Regions from separate parts of the Pan troglodytes genome. Here region 2 is linked to region 1. A link is a contact called in public capture Hi-C data. All regions are on one chromosome and are shown on one strand. The core of a region is the stretch at or near the end of the contact, and the rest is flanking DNA. Distances in the headings are between cores, read along the strand shown. Region 1 has its middle 11 kb from the start of NAIF1. Region 2 overlaps EEIG1 (estrogen-induced osteoclastogenesis regulator 1).

Region 1 (3,445 bases), core at 295-2,794:
CAAAAAAACAAAAACAAAAAACAACCAAACAAAGGAAAAGAGCCTTTTTTTTTTTTTTTTTTTTTTTGAGATGGAGTCTTCCTCTGTCACCCAGGCTGGAATGCAGTGGCATGATCTTGAAGAGCCCAATATTTTTAAGGAAGTAAACTTTCTTGATGCGACTGGAATGCAGAGTATAAGGAGGGAAGTGGCAATAGGTCACATTAAGGAGCTGATACTTTATCCGGGGAGTTAAGGGACGTAATTGAAGGATGGAACAGGCTGCAGCATGGGTAGATTTGCTTCTGAAGACCCTCCTCAGCAGGGCCTGGAGGCAGGAGGCCAGTAAGGAGTCTGCTGTGGGTATCATGGGTGAGAGAGAACGTGGGAGTGGGGGAGGGAGGAAGAGCATCTTCAGAACAAGATGTGAGAAGAGAGACAGTGGGTGGGACCAAGGAAGGCATCCAAGTGTCCAGCTTGGGTAACTGGGAATGAAAGTGCCTCTCCCAGAGTTCCACTGCAGCAGGGAGCAAGATAGACAAGGTCCCAGAGCCAAAGATCAACCAGTGAGGAAAACAAGCAACTCAGCCGGGGACGGTGGCTCACACCTGTAATCCCAACACTTTAGGAGGCCAAGGCGGGTGGATCACTTGAGGTCAGGAGTTCGAGACCAGCCTGGCCAACATGGTGAAACCCCGTCTCTACTAAAAATACAAAGATTAGCCAGGCATGGTGGCGGGCGCCTGTAATTCCAGCTACTCAGGAGGCTAAGGCAGGAGAATCGCTTGAACCTGGAAGGCGAATCTTGCAGTGAGCCAAGATCGCGCCACTGCACTCCAGCCTGGGTGACAGAGCAAGACTTTGTCTAAAAAAATAAATAGGCCAGGCGCGGTGGCTCATGTCTGTAATCCCAGCACTTTAGGAGGCTGAGGTGGGCGGATCACCTGAGGTCGGGAGTTCAAGATCAGCCTGACCAACATGGAGAAACCCCGTCTCTACTAAAAATACAAAATTAGCTGTGCATGGTGGTGCATGCCTGTAATCCCAGCTACTCGGGAAATTGAGGCAGGAGAATCGCTTGAAGGAATTGCTGAGGTGGAGGTTGCAGTGAGCCAAGATCGCACCACTGCACTCCAGCCCGGGCGACAGAGTGAGACTCTGTCTCTAAAAAGAAAGAGAGAGAGGGAGAGAGAGGAAGGGGAGGGGAGGGGAGGGGGGAAGGGAGGGGAGGGGAGGGGAGGGGGGAAGGGAGGGGAGGGGAGGGGGAAGGGGAGGGGAGGGGGGAAGGGAGGGGAGGGGAGGGGGAAGGGGAGGGGAGGGGGGAAGGGAGGGGAGGGGAGGGGAGGGGGGAGGGGAGGGGAGGGGAGGGGAGGGGAGGGGAGGGGGGAGGGGAGGGGAGGGGAGGAGAGGGAAAGGGAGAAGAAGGGAGGGGAAGGGAAGAGAAGGGAAGGGAGGGAGGAGGGGAGGGAAGGGAAGGAGCGACTCCAGGTAGCATGAGAGTTAGAGATAGGACGTCCAGGGGGCCATGGGCATGGGCAGCAGTGAGAGCTAGCCTGGACCGGTGGGAGCTGGAAAAAGACCTCTTGAGGAAATAAGCAGAGCCCTGGAGGCTACCCAGGAGCTGGGCAGGGGAAGAGGTGGGGCAGGGAACCAGCACATTCTGGCACAGCCTCTAGGGCTCTGCCACCCGACAGACCATTTTGAGAACCACATCCCCCTCTGTAAACCTCCATACTGAAGTTAGTTCATCATCTCTAACCAAAAGACTGGGTTTGTCCCTGCCGGTTCCTCCCAGCAGGCACTCTTTCGCACCCTCTGAGAACCTCGACTGATTGGTCTAGAATTTCTGCAAGGGTCAGGAAGGCAGTTCAGGGAGATTTCCAAGCAAGGCATGTGAGTGAGCCGTCTTAGGGGTAGAGGCCCAGCCCCAGTGGGGCAGGTCCAGCTGCCACTGAGAAAAGGACAAGCTGTTCCTTCTGGGACCTGATCAAATTGCAAAATCATGAGCAAATAAATGATCATTGTTTTCAGCCACTAAGTTTCAAGTTGGCTTGTTACACAGCAAAGACAACTGAAGCAAGCAGCTACTGGTGTTGAGCACCTGCTGTGTGTCCCCCACTGTGTTCTGTGTTCTGTGAGCAACAGCTTGTTAACTTCACCCATCCTCCTTATCAGAGAAGGATTTTTAGAGAAATTAAATAATCCCATCCTAGAGCACAGTCAGGAAGTTAGAGACAGGCAGACTCTGAAGCCCCCACATTTACTTGTGAGGAGCCTGGCTCCTGGCCACAAGCCTACATGCGATCTCTCAGTCCCAACCAGAAGCAATGACAAAGGCTGAGCCTGGCAGGCCTCAGTGGGGTGGCAGGAGGGGGCAGCTGCCCTCCCCACACCAGACTTGAGACACAACCAGTGAGTTGCAGTCATGGAGTCAGCTCCCCAGCCGGTCATGCCCTTGCACATACTGCAGACCCAGCCCAGGTGCCTCTATTCGGTGGCCCCCATCAGGGGGTCTCAACTGAAGCCTTACCCAGGTGCCTCTGCCAGGACCTCCTGGCAGGAGTGTGGAGTGTGGGGAATCTTTTCTTTCCTTTTTTTTTTTTTTGGAGACAGAGTCTCGCTCTGTCGCCCAGGCTGGAGTGCAGTGGCGTGATCTCAGCTCACTGCAACCTCTGCCTCCCGGGCTAAAGTGATTCTCCTGCCTCAGCCTCCTGAGTAGCTGGGATTATAGGCCCCTGCCACCACTCCCAGCTAAGTTTTGTATTTTTAGTAGAGACAGGGTTCACCATGTTGGCCAGGCTGGTCTCGAACTCCTGGCCTCAAGTGATTCACCTTCCTTGGCCTCCCAAAGTGCTGGGATTCCAGGTATGAGCCACTGTGCCTGGCCTAATTTTTGTATTTCCCTCTTTTTTAAATTTTTATTATTATTTTTTTCTGGGTAGAGACAGATTTTTGCCATGTTGCCCAGGCTGGTCTCAAACTCCTGGGCTCAGGAGATCCTCCTGATTTGGCCTCCCAAAGTGCTGGGATTACACAAGCCCAGCCAGTGAAAGGAATCTTGAACACTCTTTACTATCAGTAATTTTCCACTCCTAGCCCTTCTCCCTCTTGTCCCCCTCTGACCCCCACCAAGGCCATAAAACAGCAGGAGTCTTTTTTTCCTGAGGATTCCCTCAGCAGTGAGAAGACACCCCCTTGTGTAATACATCTCACCCTTACCTGGTGCTGTCCTGTGGGGAAAAAAATGGAACATAAGGGGAGTGGCGTTTTCTCCTCTTGCTTACGCCAGCATAGTAAGCAATTACAGGCTTCACTGTTACTTTCACTGTAGCCTGTTGTCTTCATGGACTAAGGTAAGGGGACAGCTCAGCAGTCTCCAACTTGCGCACCTGCCTCTTTCAGAGCAATTGCAGCCACAGCCTCCTGGCGGTGGCCTCTTCCCTGTACTGGCCTTGGTTCCCATGTC
Region 2 (3,159 bases), core at 505-3,004, 100 kb before region 1:
GCCGGTGGCCGGGTTAGCACTCATCTTACACACGAAGGTGAACCTCTTTCGCCACCGCACGCAGTTCTCCTGTACCTCCTCCCTGTGGGCCAGAGGCGACAGGTGAGCACAGGCACACACATCCGCGCCAGGGGACTCCATGTGGTACCAGGGACATGGCACTCCCCATTGGGACTGAGGCGGTGGGAAGCTCCACTTTCACTCTGTGTCACAAAATAGCTGTGTTTTCACCACAAGAATGTACTCGTGTAGTTGTTGTAAAAACAACAGTGAAAACGTAATAAAAATGAGACAAACACAAGGCAGGGGTGAGGTGAGCTAGGGCAGCTGTCCCTCCCCAGGAAGCCTGGCAACCTGCAGAGCCTCCCTCTGTACCCAGTGCTGCTCCCGCCACCTTGCTCTTAGACCTTGGGCAGTTCCCTGCACTGCCATTACCTCCTCCAAAGCCAGGCTCTGCCAACTGCCTCATGACCCTCACAATAGTCTTAGGCTGGACTACTCAGCCCATTTCAAAGATGAAGAGACCGAGGCTAGGCAAGCTGCCCCACACCTCCCAGCCAGTAGATAGCTGAGCTGGGCCCGAAGCCTGGTTCCTCCTGACTCCAGAGCTGCCTTCTTCATCACTAATAACAACAATGGCAATAGTAACAACAGCTGATACCCACACAGTGCTTCCCATGTGCCAGGCACTGTTCAAAGAACTTCACAAGAGCCAGCAGGCCCTGGAGCCTGCTCCAAGTGCCAGAGAAAGGTGGTCATGCCAAACCTTTCCAACCTCTGTATGGAGCAGCCACATCATCAGCTCAATCCCCAGTCAAAGAAACCGGGGGCCCGGAGGCTAAGACCCTCACCTGAGGCCCACCACAGGTAAGAGCAGAATGGGGATTAACCCAAGCAGTTGGACTCTGGGTGCGGAGACAGCGACCTGGGGGCTTCAGCTTCACCAACACTAAGCAGAGGGCTCTGGTCTTCTAGCCCCCCGGTTCCTCCTGAGTTGGAGAGCATGACCATGCTGAAAAATTCAGCACCCCTTTACTGGAGAGATGCTTTGTGCCCTGGGAGTGAGTGGGAGCCAGTGGCAGCAGCTCATCCAAGCCCCTCCCAACTGCTGCGGGGGCCTTGGCAGGATCTGGGGGTGGCAGCGGCACGTGGCAGAACCGAGCTCCGCATCCCCGAGCAGCTCCCCATCTCCATACAGCCTGCCTGGCAGAGCCCGTGCTCAGGAAGGGGCGGCCAGGGAAGGGAGGAGACAGTGTGAGAGACGTTATCTCCAGCTCATCCCACCTAAGCACAACCGCCAAGGGGACAGCTAAGGAAGTGACCCGAGGAGAGTGGGTTAACTGCCAGATCGAGGCCTCGGGGCAGAGGGTCGGAGAGGGCCGCAGCCAAGCCTCCCCTGAGCATCGCCAGGTTTGCTTTGCATGGCAGCCTTGCAAGGTGGGCTCTATGCCACCCCTTCTACTGCTGAGGGCACTGAAACTCCAAAAGAAGGCCACCCTACCCGCCACTCGAGCTCATATCCCCAGTGATTGGCAAAGCAGGATTTAAACCCAGGACTGTATGACTTCAGAGTCAGGGCTCTCAGTCGCCACTTTGGCTCAGGAGCCCGGGAAAGCCTGGCGAGGAGAACCTGTGGTGTTGTGGGGCCTGTAGTACCCTGCTCTGCCCCGAGGCACCGCCCAGGTCTCTGAGTGCCAAGCAGGTGCTGGGATGAGCCACTGCAGACTGTATTTACCCAGTGATGACTCAGTGTCACCAGGAGAGGGCGGGGGAACAGATGAATCAGGGAAGGTGACATTCAAGCTCAGGATAGAATGAGCCTGGGGAGTAGCCAGGTGGAGGAGACAGTTCCAAAGAGAGAAAACAGCATGAATGAGGGAGTCCCGTTTCCTTAGCCAATGAAAGCCCCTAAGCCTCACTTTCTATGAGGAGCCCCCTCCAGGCTCCACAAGACTCTGAGGATGTGACCAAGGCTTACCCTGTGCTCCTGCCAAGGCGGTGACAAGGGTCAAGAGGGCAGGCAGACCTGGGCCACACCCTGCACACTCACTAGGGCACACCGCCCCTGTCGTGGCCGCTGTTGTGGGAGCACTGAGTGAAATGAATCCTGCAAAGTGCCTGGCCCGGTGAAGGCTCTGTGATGTCACCAGAATGCACCTAGCTTGTTAGGAGGGTGAGCTCCAACAACCCTCTGCAACCAAGACTGGGGACAAGCAGAAAGGTCAGGGCTGAAGACGGGAGGACGGGACAGATCTAATCCCTATAGGCAGGTGCCACAGGAGTGGGGGCCCTAGGCTGGGGGCATCACCTGAGCCTAGTCATGCTGGCTCCACTTATTCATTCATTCTTGATGATGATTCATTTATCATCAAACAACTGAGCACCAGTGTGTACCAGGCCCTGTTCTAGGCACTCGAACCACGGCAGTAACCAGCTTACATTCTGGTGGGAGGAGAAAGAAGAAGACCAAATAAATAAGAAAAATACCTAGTAGTGGAAAGGAAGAACTCAAACTATATTAACAGATGACTTGGTCTTTCATACAGAGAACCCTTAAGGAATCCACTAAAAAACTATTTTGTTTTATTTATTTATTTTTTTGAGATGGAGTTTCGCTCTCGTTGCCCAGGCTGGAGTGCAAGGGCATAAACTCAGCTCACTGCAACCTCTGCCTCCCGGGTTCAAGCAATTCTCCTGCCTCAGCCTCCTGAGTGGCTGGGATTACAGGTGCCCACCACCAAGCTCGACTAATTTTTCTATTTTTGGTAGAGACGGGGTTTCACTGTGTTGGCCGGGCTGGTCTTGAACTCCTGACCTCAGGTGATCTGCCCCCCTTGGCCTCCCAAAGTGCTGGGATTACAGGCGTGAGCCACCACACCTGGCCATTATTATTATTATTATTATTTGAGACAGAGTCTCACTCTATGGCCCAGGCTGGAGTGCAGTGGCACGATCTCGGCTCACCGCAACCTCCACCTGCTGGGTTCAAGTGATTCTTGTGCCTCAGCCTCCTAAGTAGCTGGGATTACAGGCATGTACCACAACACCTGGCTAATTTTTGTGTTTTTAGTAAAGATGAGGTTTTGCCATGTTGGCCAGGCTGGTCTCGAACTCCTGGCCTCAAGTGATCCATCTGCCATGGCGTCCCAAAGTGCTGGA

What was found. Capture Hi-C pulls out chosen DNA fragments and counts their contacts.
Region 2: a contact with region 1 is called in a capture Hi-C map of stem cell-derived neural stem cells, with 4 times the contacts expected there. The contact joins two enhancer-like sites. A contact is called at or near these places in 3 of 7 Hi-C or Micro-C datasets (induced pluripotent stem cells and stem cell-derived neural progenitor cells) and 1 of 1 other capture datasets (stem cell-derived neural stem cells).

What each region holds. Positions count from the first base shown.
Region 1 is chr11:10,397,505-10,400,949 of NHGRI_mPanTro3-v2.0_pri, reverse strand. No RefSeq gene overlaps it. Among named protein-coding and RNA genes, the nearest start is that of NAIF1, 11 kb to the right of the region's middle. Within about 2 kb of position 1,544, at least 4 of the 24 cell types and tissues checked have an H3K27ac peak or open chromatin away from gene starts, as enhancers often do. A contact at or near this core is called in stem cell-derived neural stem cells, where this site is marked.
Region 2 is chr11:10,498,961-10,502,119 of NHGRI_mPanTro3-v2.0_pri, reverse strand. EEIG1 (estrogen-induced osteoclastogenesis regulator 1) reads right to left here. Exons shown (of 11, transcript XM_016961740.3): 2 at 1-82. Among named protein-coding and RNA genes, the nearest start is that of DPM2, 17 kb to the left of the region's middle. Within about 2 kb of position 1,754, at least 11 of the 24 cell types and tissues checked have an H3K27ac peak or open chromatin away from gene starts, as enhancers often do. A contact at or near this core is called in stem cell-derived neural stem cells, where this site is marked.